Linked DNA regions of Ovis aries: region 2 is linked to region 1. The links are chromatin contacts, called in public Hi-C maps. All regions are on one chromosome and are shown on one strand. Each heading gives the region's core, a stretch centred on a gene start, on an enhancer-like site or on the middle of the called end of the contact. The rest is flanking DNA. Distances are from core to core; before and after follow the strand shown.

The links. A called contact is a pair of places that touch in the nucleus more often than the background predicts.
Region 2: a Hi-C map of muscle shows a contact between it and region 1, with 4 times the contacts expected there. The contact joins the promoter of TARS1 here to the promoter of BRIX1 in region 1. A contact is called at or near these places in 3 of 16 Hi-C or Micro-C datasets (blood, muscle and tail adipose tissue).

The regions. Positions count from the first base shown.
Region 1 is chr16:39,396,523-39,403,214 of ARS-UI_Ramb_v3.0, forward strand. It overlaps BRIX1 (biogenesis of ribosomes BRX1), which reads right to left and starts at 4,303. Exons shown (of 10, transcript XM_004017057.5): 1 at 4,124-4,303; 2 at 1,877-1,988; 3 at 160-203. The coding sequence starts at 4,282. It overlaps RAD1 (RAD1 checkpoint DNA exonuclease), which reads left to right and starts at 4,335. Exons shown (of 6, transcript XM_042233890.2): 1 at 4,335-4,410; 2 at 5,008-5,235; 3 at 6,501-6,609. The coding sequence starts at 4,408.
Region 2 is chr16:40,488,181-40,495,049 of ARS-UI_Ramb_v3.0, forward strand. TARS1 (threonyl-tRNA synthetase 1) reads right to left here and starts at 2,838. Exons shown (of 18, transcript XM_060400549.1): 1 at 2,682-2,838. The coding sequence starts at 2,738.

The sequences.
Region 1 (6,692 bases), core at 3,053-5,552:
TAGAAGGTACATAATTAAAGTTCATAAAATTTGCATGTCTTATACAAAACAACTTAAGTCACTGGATAACTGACTTTTTAAATGATCAACTTCTCATGTTCTAAAATATTGCTTCTAGATAGTGCTGCTAGAATATTTTACTTTACTTTCTTAAATTACCTCATTAATCACAAATAACTTATCTTTACGATCCATTTTAGTATCTGTAAAAAGAAAAAAAACAATTAAAAAGATTTCAAAGCTACTTCAAATCACTCATACTTTCTAGAAAATAAGTATCTTTATAATTTTCAGTTTAAATGAGATTTACTGATCTTCAAAATGATTAGAGCTGAAGACACATGACCTCTTTAAAAATCTTGTTCTTTTGAAATGCAAAAAGGAGTGACTGAAAATAGTCCTCAGGAAATATAAAGATCTAGGCAGTGTTTCTTTGCGTGCAGGCATACCTCAGAGATTCTGCCTGTTCAGTTCCAGATGACCATAATAAAGAGAATATTGAAAGAAAGCAAGTCATAAATTTTTTTGATTTCCTGCTGCTGCTGCTAAGTTGCTTCAGTCGTGTCCGACTCTGTTACCCCATTGATCCCCCGTCCCTGGGATTCTCCAGGCAAGAACACTGGAGTAGACTGTCATTTCCTTCTCCAATGAATGAAAGTAAAAAATGAAAGTGAAGTCGCTCAGTTGTGTTCAACTCTTCGTGACCCCATAGACTGCAGCCCACCAGGCTCCTCCATCTTCCTAGTGCATATAAATGTCATGCTTATACTATACTGTAGTCTATCACATGTACAAACACATTACATGTAAACAATGTACATGCCTGAATTTAAAAATATTTTAATGCTAAAAAATGCTAACCATCATCTGAGCCTCCAGTGAGCCACAGTAGTAACTTCAAAGATCACTGATCACAGATCACAAAATAACAATGAAAAGGTTTGAAACACTGCAAGAATTACCAAAATGTGACAGAGATACAAAGTGAGCAAATAAATGCCATTGAAAAACTGGAGCCAAGACACTTGCTTGACACAAGGTTACCACAAGTCTGCATATGGAGAGAAAAAAAATTGCAAAAAAGTGAATAAAAGTGTAGAATAATAATAAAATAAAAAGTGAATAAAAAGACCACAATAAAATGAGATTACCTAAATTTTATGAATCTCTTTCCAAAACAGGAAAGTTCTCACAAACCAATTTTAGGACACAGGTTTTAGAAACACTCACTTAGGGAAACAATACAAATTAAAATTCTCTTTATGTAACTACAGACCTCAGTTTCAGAAACACTGTTATTTTATTCAGAAACACTGTTATGTTATTACCAAGAATTAAAACCTAAGCACCTCCCAACACAGGCACAAAATACAGCTGCATGAGAACACTGTCATGGTTCCAAATCCCACTACTAAATGTTTTTCATTTGCTGGTAAGACATCCCATTATAAAAGAAAAAGCTTGGCATTTAGGAGTAGACTGAGTCCCAACTTAAAGGTGCTTCAAATCATACTCCTGATAAACATTAAGTTTTTAATAGGAACTGTTTTTTGTTTTGTTTTAAATGCAGAAAATAATACATGGCAGTCTCGATTCATTTAGAAGGACAAACCAGCTCACGGCCTCTGAGAACATTATAATGAAGTCATTCCCGGACTTTCAAAAAATGTTTTAGAGAAGACAATGCTTAATGACTTTTGCAGAGAATTTCTAAAAAATATTAATTGGAAAAATCTTGGCAGATAAACAGATAAAACTTCTGAGAAGTCGTTGTTCTTTACCTGACATGCTGAACGAATAAAGTGTGACTAGAAGTGAAAATATAAACAGGCAAGTTTACAAATACGAAATTTTAACACATATGATATAAAAGCACCTGCTTTAGAATGAGGCATCAACATTCTCAAGTCTTGCATTAAATGTCTTGTTCTGAAATTTATTCCTCTAGAAGAAAAGATGAGAATCCGTTCCTTATTTTTCCACTTTCCCTAAAGGAAAAAAGTGTGAGAATTTTAACACTTCATGGTGAATCTATCTTGTTTAAAAATAAATGCTTCCATGTAGCAACTCAAACAATCCTGACCTCAGCCTTTAATTCAATCTCAGTAGCATTTACTGACCCCAGCTGCTACCCAGAAACCTCCTTGGCTTCCTTTCGTTTTTCTTCAATTTCTCCAGTTCCTCCTCCTGATTATGACAGTTCTCATAATCACTCTCACAGCTTTCACTGTCAACTAACTCTACAGAAAGATAAGGAACTCTTTCTAGCTCAAATAATCCAGTATCTGACTTACCTCAAATTCAACTTTAGGATACCAAATCTTAAAATCTAGCAAACATCCTTACTATTTTTCTGATGATGTCACCATCATTTCAGTCCCCCATGCTTTGAATCTTCCATTTGCCCTTATATCATAAGTACCAGTAAATGCTGTCAATTTCTCTTTCCAACAACTCTTAGTCCTCTCTTAGTGATACTGCCTTCAAGGTTCAGATTCTTATAATCTCATAACAATTGCAGATCTTCAAACGCTAGTCCTCCCTACCAAGAGCTCCTCCAATAGACAAGGTGGACTACCCCCTGCTTGCTCCAATCACATCTTTATCTTCCAGGGTTTTCTAAACAAAGTTCAAAATGACACAGCTTAACACTAGATTCTGAAGTACATTTATATTTCTACCTACACTTTAGCCAATTTGGCTTTTTTTTCCCAAGTCCAGCACTTCATCCACTTCAACGCCTCTGATTAGTTTTTTTCTCTCCCTCTGGACTTATATTGTTCCCTCTTATTTCTAAACATCGAAATTTTGGCCTCACCTTGGGATCCAATTCAAAGGCTGAATCCTTCATGATCCCTTACCTGGTTATTCTAAAGGAATGTTTATCTCCTGCACTTAAATAAAAAATTTCATATTATGACTCAGATGACAGATACCATCACATTTCTTTTTAGTTCCTTAAGGGAAGAGTGAAAATACTAACATTTACAGAAAATCTACAAGAAGTCCAGTTTACTCTTCACAAAAAGTAAACTACATTTTCTTCCTTAATTTGCAAGTGAGAAGAGTTCAAAATGTCCCCGTTAATTAATATCAGGGTTAGAATGCAAGCTAATCTTTCATTCCTCAAAGCTAACTCCTTTCCCAGTGCTTGCCACATTTACCCATCATTCACTACGCGGTATATACAGATCTATGCTAAGCTGTGGTGGAGGTGGCAGGAGAGGACAGAAGGAAATCACTAAATCAGACCAACTGTCTCCACAGTATTTTATCTAGCTTAAGGAGCTCTCAGATGAATGAAAGATTCAACAACTTGTGTTCACCTTCTTCTGAATAAAAACCACCAACTTGAACGTATCAGTTCTTAGTTTCCTTCTAAACTCCAACATTTTAGGAGAAAGTGGTCTCGCAATCCCGAAGCACGGAAAACTTAACTTCTTACAGTGCTTGGCATATTAAAACTTTGACGAGTACACCTAAAACTCATAGTATCTACTCTAGTTTTTCGTACCCCTTGAGAGTTACAAATCAAACAAGTTGGGGATGGAATGGGAATGAGGTTCAAGAAAGAATGGTTATATGTGTACTTTTGGCTGATTCACGTTGTTGTACATTACAAAACTGTACAACACGACATTGTAAAGCAATTAAAAGTAAAATTTAAAAAATCACGTCTAAAGCATAGTCCCAAAGGACAGTAGCTTTTTAAAGAACCGCATAACCAACTTCAACATTCAAAATACGGGAATATTCTGGATATCCCATCACTGGAAGGGATATATACTCGAGGGAGACAAGCAAGTTTAAGGAAGAATTCCTTCCTCCGACAACAACAAAAAACGAAGGAAATGAAGACCAAACACTGTAACAGTCCCCGAAAGTCGCTTCTCGGCGAGGCAGGTAACATCTTTGAAATCGGTCAAGTTGCTCAGTCAGCAGCCTGCCAAGAATGCAGCCACGTGCACTAGGGTTAGACGTAAACGCGGCAGCTGGTCCCGCCGGGAGAACCGAGACGAAGCTCCCGTTTAACACCCCCAGCATCTCTGAAACCCCCCGAGCGGGAATCAGGTAGGTACCACAACGAAAGCGCGTGGAGCCGCGGCCGCAAAGCCTCCTTTACCTTGCAAACTGGGCCTGGGATACGATCTTTCTCTTCTTCCGCCGCCTCCTCTGATACTTCGTTAGGCTTAGCCGGCAGCTTGCCATCTTTCGCGTCTCTTTTCAGCTTTTTCGCCTGAACCGCCAAGCCTCCACGCCGTTTCCTCTTGGTCGCTGCCATCTTGCCCCGCGCCTTCACTCTGGGCCTTCCTTCCGGCTCTGCCGGTCGCTCCGCCTTCCTGTCTCTATGGTCCCGGTCTCCAGCTCCACAGTCCTGCAGCTCTATGGTGCCTCTTTTCCGTCTTTATGGTACGGCCCGGTCGGCTCTCTAGGCCTCTTCTATCTCTGTGGTGACGGTGGCCGAGGTGGCCGGCATATCTGAATAGAGTGGCGGGAGCCGCTCCACTTCCTCCGCAGTTTTTTAGGCGCTGCGTCCGGGCGCTGCACAAAGGTAGGGTTTCGGCCCTGGGGATCCCAAGACAAGTCTGTAAGCGGGTCGTGGGCTGGTGAGTGGTGGTGGCTGGTTGTCTGGGTCTCTTGGAGGACCTTCCAAGGACTCAAGCCCGCCCCCCTAGCGCATATCCTGTTAGAAGTAAGATTGGAGGCGAAGGACAGCTCTTTTCTGACTGAGGAAGCGGAGCCTCTGTTTGGCTTGGCGAAACTAACCCCCAGTGACCGTGTTAGTTGCGTATTTCTGTCCTTCGTAACTTTTCGTGTTACTGTCCCCTTACTAAAGACGACGAAACCCTAGTTTACAGGGTAATTTCCCCCAAAGTTAGAGATAGTTAAGTGGCAGAGGTGGGGTTTCAGTCCCTTCTTCGAGGCTTCTTCCACTCGGCTCAGCGCAGGTTGAAATCGCGGGCCTCGTCAGCCTGTACAGGGAGTTTTATTGTCCGATCTCATCAGGAGCATCCCTCGGGGCCGAATGCGCCGTGGACCATGCCCCTCCTAACCCAGAGGATCCCAGACGAGAATGATTACTGCTTAGTGGCCAGCCTTGACAACGTCAGGAACCTCTCCACTATCTTGAAGGCTATTCATTTCCGAGAACATGCCACGTGTTTCGCTACTAAAAATGGAATCAAGGTTACAGTGGAAAACGCAAAATGTGTACAAGCAAATGCTTTTATTCAGGTATGGAAGTTGGCACCTTTAATCCAGTGACATATGACATTCTTCACCCAGCTCAATGAATTCCAAGGGTCCTCATTTAAGTTGGAGCACAAAATATCATTATTTGAATTCTTTTTCTCTCCTGATAACAAATCCTTTTCCTATCCTGTTTTACAGAGATAATGGTTAATAATGTCTAAAATGTATTAAACTGTAGGTGGGCACTTTTCCTGAGTGTTTTGTATGTTTATGTGTTTAAATACTTTAATCCTCACAACAACAGTGGTTTAGATGTAGTTTCTTTAGTTCTAGGTAACATATGTTTACTATGAGCAAGGGTACTGAAGTTCCTATAACTACAGATCATCAGCACTTTTTCTCACATAACTCGAAAACTGAAACGATTTGTGTTTGAACTGTCAGTTGGTGTCTGTACTAGAATGAGTGCTTTTGTGTAGAAAATGACAATGTCCATCATGAGTGCCAAAACTGTCCTGATGGCAGCTAAACTTTGAAGTGGTCTTTGAATACTTTTAATAAATGTATTTTGATAAATTTTAAAAAAAAGTCACAACAGTCCTATGAGGTGGTTCTATTATTATTCCCATTTTACATTTGTGGAAACTGAGATACTATGTAAGTGACTTGTCAGCAGTCCTATAGCTGGCGAGTGGCTTAGTTGGGATGAGAACCCACAACATTTGTTTCTGTAGTATATGCTCTTTTGCACTACTTCCCTATTATTATTTTTTCCTCTTCTTGGTTATAATCTGTTTGTTCTTACAAAGTAATAGTTGTATGGTTCAGATAGGATTTCACATTTAATTTAGCATTTTTTTGGAACACCTAAGGGCACAGTATGACCTCAGGTATAGAGGGATTAATCAGACATGGTTCCTGTCCTCAAAAGAAATTGAGAGTCAGTTATTACTCATGCATTGTCTAATTTGTTTGGCTCTTTTCCACACGACCTTAGCCCAACTGATAGGTACAAAAAGGAGACAAGGGAGAGTCATGTAGGAGATAGCTTAGCTCCAAGGAGCTAGATGAAGGACCTTTTCATAAAGTTTTGCATCAGACTGAAATCAGTTATACCTTCAACTACTGAGTAGTAGTATTCTAGTGGATCTCAGTTGAAAAAGTTTAAGATGTGTTTGATAATCAGAAATTATTTTCATGGGTTTAGCACAATATTGTTATTTTAAAAACATAAAGTGAGCTCTAGAATTGTATATGTGCATTTTCATTCTTTAACATACATTTTCACATTTACTTTTTTTTTATAGGCTGGAATATTTCAAGAGTTTAGAGTTCAAGAAGAGTCTGTTACTTTTCGAATTAATTTAACTGTCCTTTTAGACTGTTTGTCTATTTTTGGATCAAGTCCTGTGCCAGGTGAACTATTTTATTGTCATTATAATAACATAAAAGCATTTCTGGATGGTCAGAAAAATACAGGAAAATTATTAGAATATAAG
Region 2 (6,869 bases), core at 1,588-4,087, 1.1 Mb after region 1:
GTCCCATGGACAGAGGAGCCTGGTGGGCTATACAATCCATGTTACTGTAAAGAGTTGGACATGACTAGCAACTAACAGTTGGACACAACTGAGCGACTTCACTTTCATTTTTCACTTTCATGCATTGGAGAAGGAAATGGCAAACCACTCCCGTGTTCTTGCCTAAAGAATCCCAGGGACGCGGGAGCCTGGTGGGCTGCTATCTATGGGGTCGCATAGAGTCGGACACGACTGAAGCGACTTAACAGCAGCAGCTAACAGTACTACACTAGTACAAAGAGTATCATCGTAGAAATAAATGACTTACCTCCCTCAGAGAGAAACATCCTCAGGCCAATTTCACCACATAAAAGTTTTACCATCTACAGAGTTCCTCCACAATCACCTTGGATTCTCACAGAAATACTGTGAGATGGCTATCATTATTCCCATTTTATACATGGTTAAATTAGAAAAAGTTAGATAATTTTTCTAGGTTCGGAAAACCTGTAAGTGGTAGGAAGGAAAGACACCCACCCAGAAGCTGACCGTGGTCAACTCTAAGGGAGGAAGTGATCTCCAGCAGTGAAGGCGTGTTAGGGCAGAACTGGGGGTGGGGGCGGGGCACAATACTTTAGTTTTGTAAATGTTTTTGACCTTTGAACTTTTTAAAAACAGTTCAAGATATATTCCGATACCATAAAATGCACCCACATAAAAAAATGCATAATTCAATGGTTTTTCAGTGTATTTATAGTTGCCCAACTATCACCACAATCAATTTCATTATCCCCAAAGGCAATCCTGTACACATTAGCAGTTATTCCCTCCTCCCTGATCTCCCCAGCACTTGGCAACAACTAATATTTCTGTTTCTATAGCCATGGAATACAAATGGAATCATACAATAAAGTTATTTGTGCCTGGCTTCTTTAAGCCAGTATACGATTTCAAGATCATCCACATTACATGTATCAGTACTGCGCTCCTTTTTACTATCAAATAACATTTCATTATTTTTCCATTTATCACTTGTGGACATTTTGATTGTTCTTTTCAATTTCATAAAACTTAGGACTTGCATCACTTAAAACACAAAACAAATTGTAAAAATATTACTCCAAATTTCCTTCTGAGCTAACACTTCCCCTACTCTGGGATTCAGGACTTAATGAACTTTTAAGGTTCATCTACGGACGACAATTGAACAATGAATACACCTTAAGACCATTCTAGTCAAGTAAAGTACTGACAGGATTCTAAGATTACCTGCATGCCTTCACTATATGATTAATATTATATTAATTATAATATGATAGTGAATATTATGTAATATATATTATATATAATATAATATATACTACATATAAGTAATATATAATAATAGAATATAATAGTGAACATTAATATTATTAATAACTAGCCAAGTATTCAGGTAAAAAGACGGATACAAAATTAATTGCAGGTCTATCTGAAAATTCAAAATGGAAAGAGAAGGAAACAATTCTGTTTTTCGGATTAAATGTTTTTGGTCACATGGATACTGCTAAATGAAATCAGCAATGATAAAGGAGAGAACTAACATCAAGTTTTTTCTGTATTCTAAAACACCTCTCCATTTGACAAATGAGGCTAGTGGCTCAAAAACAGTAAGTAACTTTCTATTTGCATACAGCTAGTAAACAGGATTTCCCTTGTGGCTGAGAGGGTAAAGAAACCGTTCGCAATGCGGAAGCCCTGGGTTCGATCTCTGGGTTGGGAAGATCCCCTAGAGGAGGGCAAGGCAACCCATTCCAGTATTCTTGCCTGGAGAAATCCATGGACAGAGGAACCTAGTGGGCTACAGTCCATAGGGTCGCAAAAAGTCGGACACGACTGAGCGAGCGACTAAGCACAGCACAGTGAACAGGAGAGCCACGATACTAAAATGGGTCTCTCTGGAACCCTGAGGTCCACTTCACCTTTCCTGTAACAACTGGAAACGTGACGGGGCAGCCGTTCTTTATTTCCAACGAAAACAGATCAAAGATGGGCAAGTGTACATACTATATATTTACGTAAAAGCGATCTGAACTTTCAACCCAAAAGTTGGCCCACTGAACAGGATTGGGAAGATGTTCCCAAGCAGAGTATGCCACTAAAGCGAAAAGTTCAGATGATGAGAAAAGTTCAAATGATGAACGTTTGTCAATGTGATAAGGCAAGCCTCCAGCATCGGGCAGGGGGGTGTGTAACTTCTCTAGAGTTTGCCAGGTGGGGTGGTCTCCACCGTTTATTATACACTTGGGCAGATATCGGTGACTTGGTTTTCCCTTTCTTAAACTGGGTCTTTTACCCGTACGTGGTTTCACAATTAAATGAGGCTCCGCAACATTCTTCCCGACTACAGGGAGCCAAAGACGCTAGTCTAGAAGCCCAAAGCTCTAGATTCTAATTCTGTCTCGGCTTCTAATTAGTTGTGTGGCTCTGAGCAAGACACTCAGCGTCCTCATCTAAAAAAATAGGATGGACCCAGAGATGATCTGCAAGGCCCTGCCCTGCTTTATGAATCTGCGATTCCTCTCTAAAGGGGACCCTGACTTGTCCGGGAGTTCTATCGCGACCCCCGCCCCAGGGTTCCTCCACCCCTCCCTCTCCCCACGTTGGGCAACACGGATACAAGAGCGCCAGCACTGCCTCCGCGCTCCACTCAGCCCACTCACCGGATTCTCCTCGTCTCCCATTTTCGCTGAAGGGCTACTGGCCTGCTCCTCGGACATCCACAAACCACCAAGAAAAAACTAAATCCCAGATCGACAGCCAGGAGGAAAGGACAGCCGTCCCCAAGCAGAAACGGTCAGTGGCGCCTGGGAGCACTGCGCTTGCGCCACGTGGTCCACAGCTGATGCAATCGGAAAGCGCCCAAACTCCGCCTCCTAACCTGATGGGAGAGCAGGCAGCTAATCGACAACGCGGAATGGAGGGCCCCCTTCTAGGAAATCAGGCCGCGGCTGGGCGGGAGAGGAAACTGCGGATAGGAAACTACAGATCCTGCACTCACTCCTGGCGGGTCATCTCCGGCGCCCAGAAGTCCGCAATGCGCGTGCGCCTTCTTCCGGGCTGACTCCACCTATTACTCCAGGACCCTTTCGGCCGCCGTAGAGAGCAAGACGCGCTAAGTTTGAGCTTCCGGGAAATTTCGGGTTGCCTGTTCCTGGCCCGCGATCAGACACTAGGGTAGAGGCCAGATTTCTCTGCTGCTTCGGCGCTACCTGACCTGGCGTGACTGCTGAGTTCTGCTGACTTTTCCCGGCTCTCAAGTCTATGGCAGTGAACCGAGCGAGGCCCTCCTTGCAATCCAGAGTTTCCAAGACCTAAGCCTTGTTGATCCGGGGACAAGCGCCTTTCCTCGGACATTCATTATTATTACACGCCACCTCATCTGTATTGCATCAGGGAGCATTTCCACAGAGCCTAGGCAAATGCAAAGAAACTTTACTTAAGGAAATAACCACGCCGACTCCGCGGATTCTCCCACACAGAGGTCTCAGTGTTTGGAATCGAATGGCTTTATTTTCATTTATTTTATCAGTCAATTTAAAACAGTCGCTGTTTTGAAATCAGAATAATAATGAGCTTGTTTACAGTTTATGTACTCCACTGAGTTTCATGGATTATACTTTCTAAATATCAGTCCTCGACAGCTTACTTCCTTCAGGGTCATCCTTTCACGACGTTCAATCAATAGCCTCCTAACCCGATTTCTTGGGTTCAGTTTTTTCGCATGCCAGCAGTTTATTTCTCAGTGAATTTCCTTTTATTATCCTTCCACAAGGGAGAATGCTGCTGCTGCTAAGTCGAGTCAGTCGTGTCCGACTCTGTGCAACCCCATAGATGGTAGCCCACCTGGCTCCCCCGTCCCTGGGATTCTCAAGGCAAGAACACTGGAGGGGGTTGCCATTTCCTTCTCCAATGCATGAAAGTGGAAAGTGAAAGTGAAGTCGGTCAGTCGTGTCCGACTCTTAGCGACCGCATGGATTGCAGCCTACCTCCATCCATGGGATTTTCCAAGCAAGAGTACTGGAGTGGGGTGCCATTGCCTTCTCCGACAAGGGAGAATAGTCTTTTTAAAAAAATACAAATATGATCATGGCAACTTCTAGATTAAAACTCTTCTTTAAGTGGTTTTCAGTGTAAAGAAAGTCATGGTTTTGAAGGCGTCTGACTGCCCAGCTTTTTCACTTCCCCACCGTACACTGAACTGCAACCTTAGTGACATTATTATTTCTCGGGTCTTCCTATTGGGGCTATACTCATTCTCATCTCTGCCTGCCCCACATACTTTTAACCTAAATCGTTTTCTTTGGGGGACAATTTCTTGACCACTCTTACTGGGATGGAGTAAGTCTCCCTGTTACATATTCTGGTAGCTTTCTGTAGCGCTCTTTATAGTGCAATTGTGAAGCCACTTCAGCTTTACAATTAAAAAATTATTTTCTCAATTTGAAAACTTCACAAAAGTACAACTTGTGTGTTTTTGCCAGCATCTAGCAGATAAAAGCCTGGCACACAATTGATGTTCAATACATGTTGAAGGAATTAATGAGTGTTGAGACAATCCTTCCTTGAGAAACTACCTGTTAATCTGGATTGTGAAAGAAAGAAGCCCAAACCTCTATACTAATGAGATTGAGAAGAAGGTCTATAATTAGAGTAGGTTATTGGTAGTACTTGGTGGACATTCTCTTTAAGAAGTTCCAGAAGTTAGACACAATTTTATAGCCTTAAGTAAATCAATCTGACTTCCCATATTTAAATCACAATGAGAATCAGCAGGATCTAGTCTTTGCATCTAAGGCAAAACAGTTTAATTGTGCTCATTAGTGTTTTCCTGACTTATACCTAAATTGTAAATGAGAATAATGAGACCAAGAAGATCAAGATACTGAATTTAGTAGAGGCAGAACAGTGTTAGTCCCTCAGTAGTGTCTAACTGTGACCCCATGGACTGCTGCCCACCAGGCGCGTCTGTCCAGTGAATTTTCCAGGCAAAAATACTGGAGTGGGTTGCCATTTCCATCTCCACAGGATCTTCCCCACCCAGGGATTGAACCTGGGTCTCCTGCGTTTTAGGCAGATTCTTTACCCTCTGAGCCACCAGGGAAGCCCCAGAGGCAGAATAAGATTGGCTAAAAATTACAGGGTGTTCTTACTGCCCTGAAACTTGTTCTCATTTAACCTCAGAACCAGTCTTGGCCTAAGAATGGTAAAAAGAAAAAGCAGAAGGCTTTTCTGAAGGGTTCTGGTGCAGGAATGTAGAAGCAGCTGCAAAACAAAACAAAACAAAACAAAACAAAACAAAACACAGTTGTTGGCAGTATCCTGATGGCACAGTGCCCTCTGGTGTTAGGAAAGGGGTACTTTCATCACATGCATATTGAGGACTAAGCAAAGATGGGAGCTTCCAGCTGATCTCAGTCCATGCTGTTATGCAACTTTTTTGTATTTACCATCCACACAAAAATGTTGACTGACAACCAGTATTATGCTTAGTACCCTACATACCTTATAGGAAAGTGACTCCCAACAGCTCCACTTTGAGGAGTGGAACAAAATTATTTAAGAGCTATGCTATAAAAAAAAATGTTACAAATAATGGAATATTGCACATAATTAACTTTTTAGAAATATAAATTGGAGAAGATTCAAGATGATCTATGATAATTTCTTATTCACTCATGTAAGAGCATTAGAGGGAATAAAAAGGAAGTACAAAGGATGTATAACAATGGAAGAAAGTTCTGCTTTGGTGTTGATACATCTTAGAAAAAACATTCAGCTGGAACATAACCAGGTAAGAATAATCTGATTACAGTGGGAATGAGGAGGGGTGGTCTTTGTTGGCAGATACTCATTTGGTGATTTTGACTAATAGGGAATTTATCCTTAAGCTACATGAAGTAGAAAGAGAAATGGGAATATTAGCTGTGAGGCCAGGCCACAGGGACTGTAGGAAAATTGACAGTTGGGCCTCATGGGAGGCTGCAAAGACTGCAGCTTGGTGAGTAATCAGAATCTGAGGTACTCTGTTGTAACAGAGAGCTATGTCTTTGAACTCTAGTAGGAGGCTTCCCTGGTAGCTCAGATGGTAAAGAATCTGCCTGCAATGCAGGAGATGTGGGTTCAATCTCTGGGTTGGGAAGATCCCCTGGAGGAGGAATGGCTACCCACTCCAGTATTCTTACTGGGAAGTCCCATGGACAGAGGAGGCTGGCACCCACGAGGTCTCAAGGAGTTGGACATGACTGAGCAACTGAACTTGAGATGAGCACTCCGCTAGTAACAAGATTCAGTTAGTCTTGTCTTTTGCTCCCCCTAGTACCAGGCTAGCCAGTTTATTCCATGTGTCTTGGTTCAAATTATGAGGAAGTATCAAAGTAGTTGTCACAGGCCAACTTATGGATGGATTGGTTGTTCCTTGGTTGGCACCAGGTCAGATGCCTCCCCTGGTCTGCTCCGTAATAGCTAAGGGGCTGTCATGTGGTACAGCCATCCTGCTGCAGGGATCAACTGCTTTCCCTATAGACTGTGAGCATCTTGAGAAGGAGATGATGAGCATAACAGGTGCTAACAAGTGTTATCTCTAAGGCAAAACTTGTTGATGATTCATTTGACAGTATTTTCAGTTACTGTATAAAAACTTGGGTGTTATTTCACTTAAAAATGACCAAGAGGGGTTTTTTTGGGTTTTGGGGTGTGTGTGTGTGTGTGTGTGTGTGTGTGTGTGTGTGTAGGTTGTTGTTGTTGTTGTTAGGTGGAGGTTTCTGGTAGGGAGGGGATGCAGGGATGCTTAACTTCTAACAACATCTAACAAAACTAATTGTTACATGGAATGCACTTTGGAAAATGTG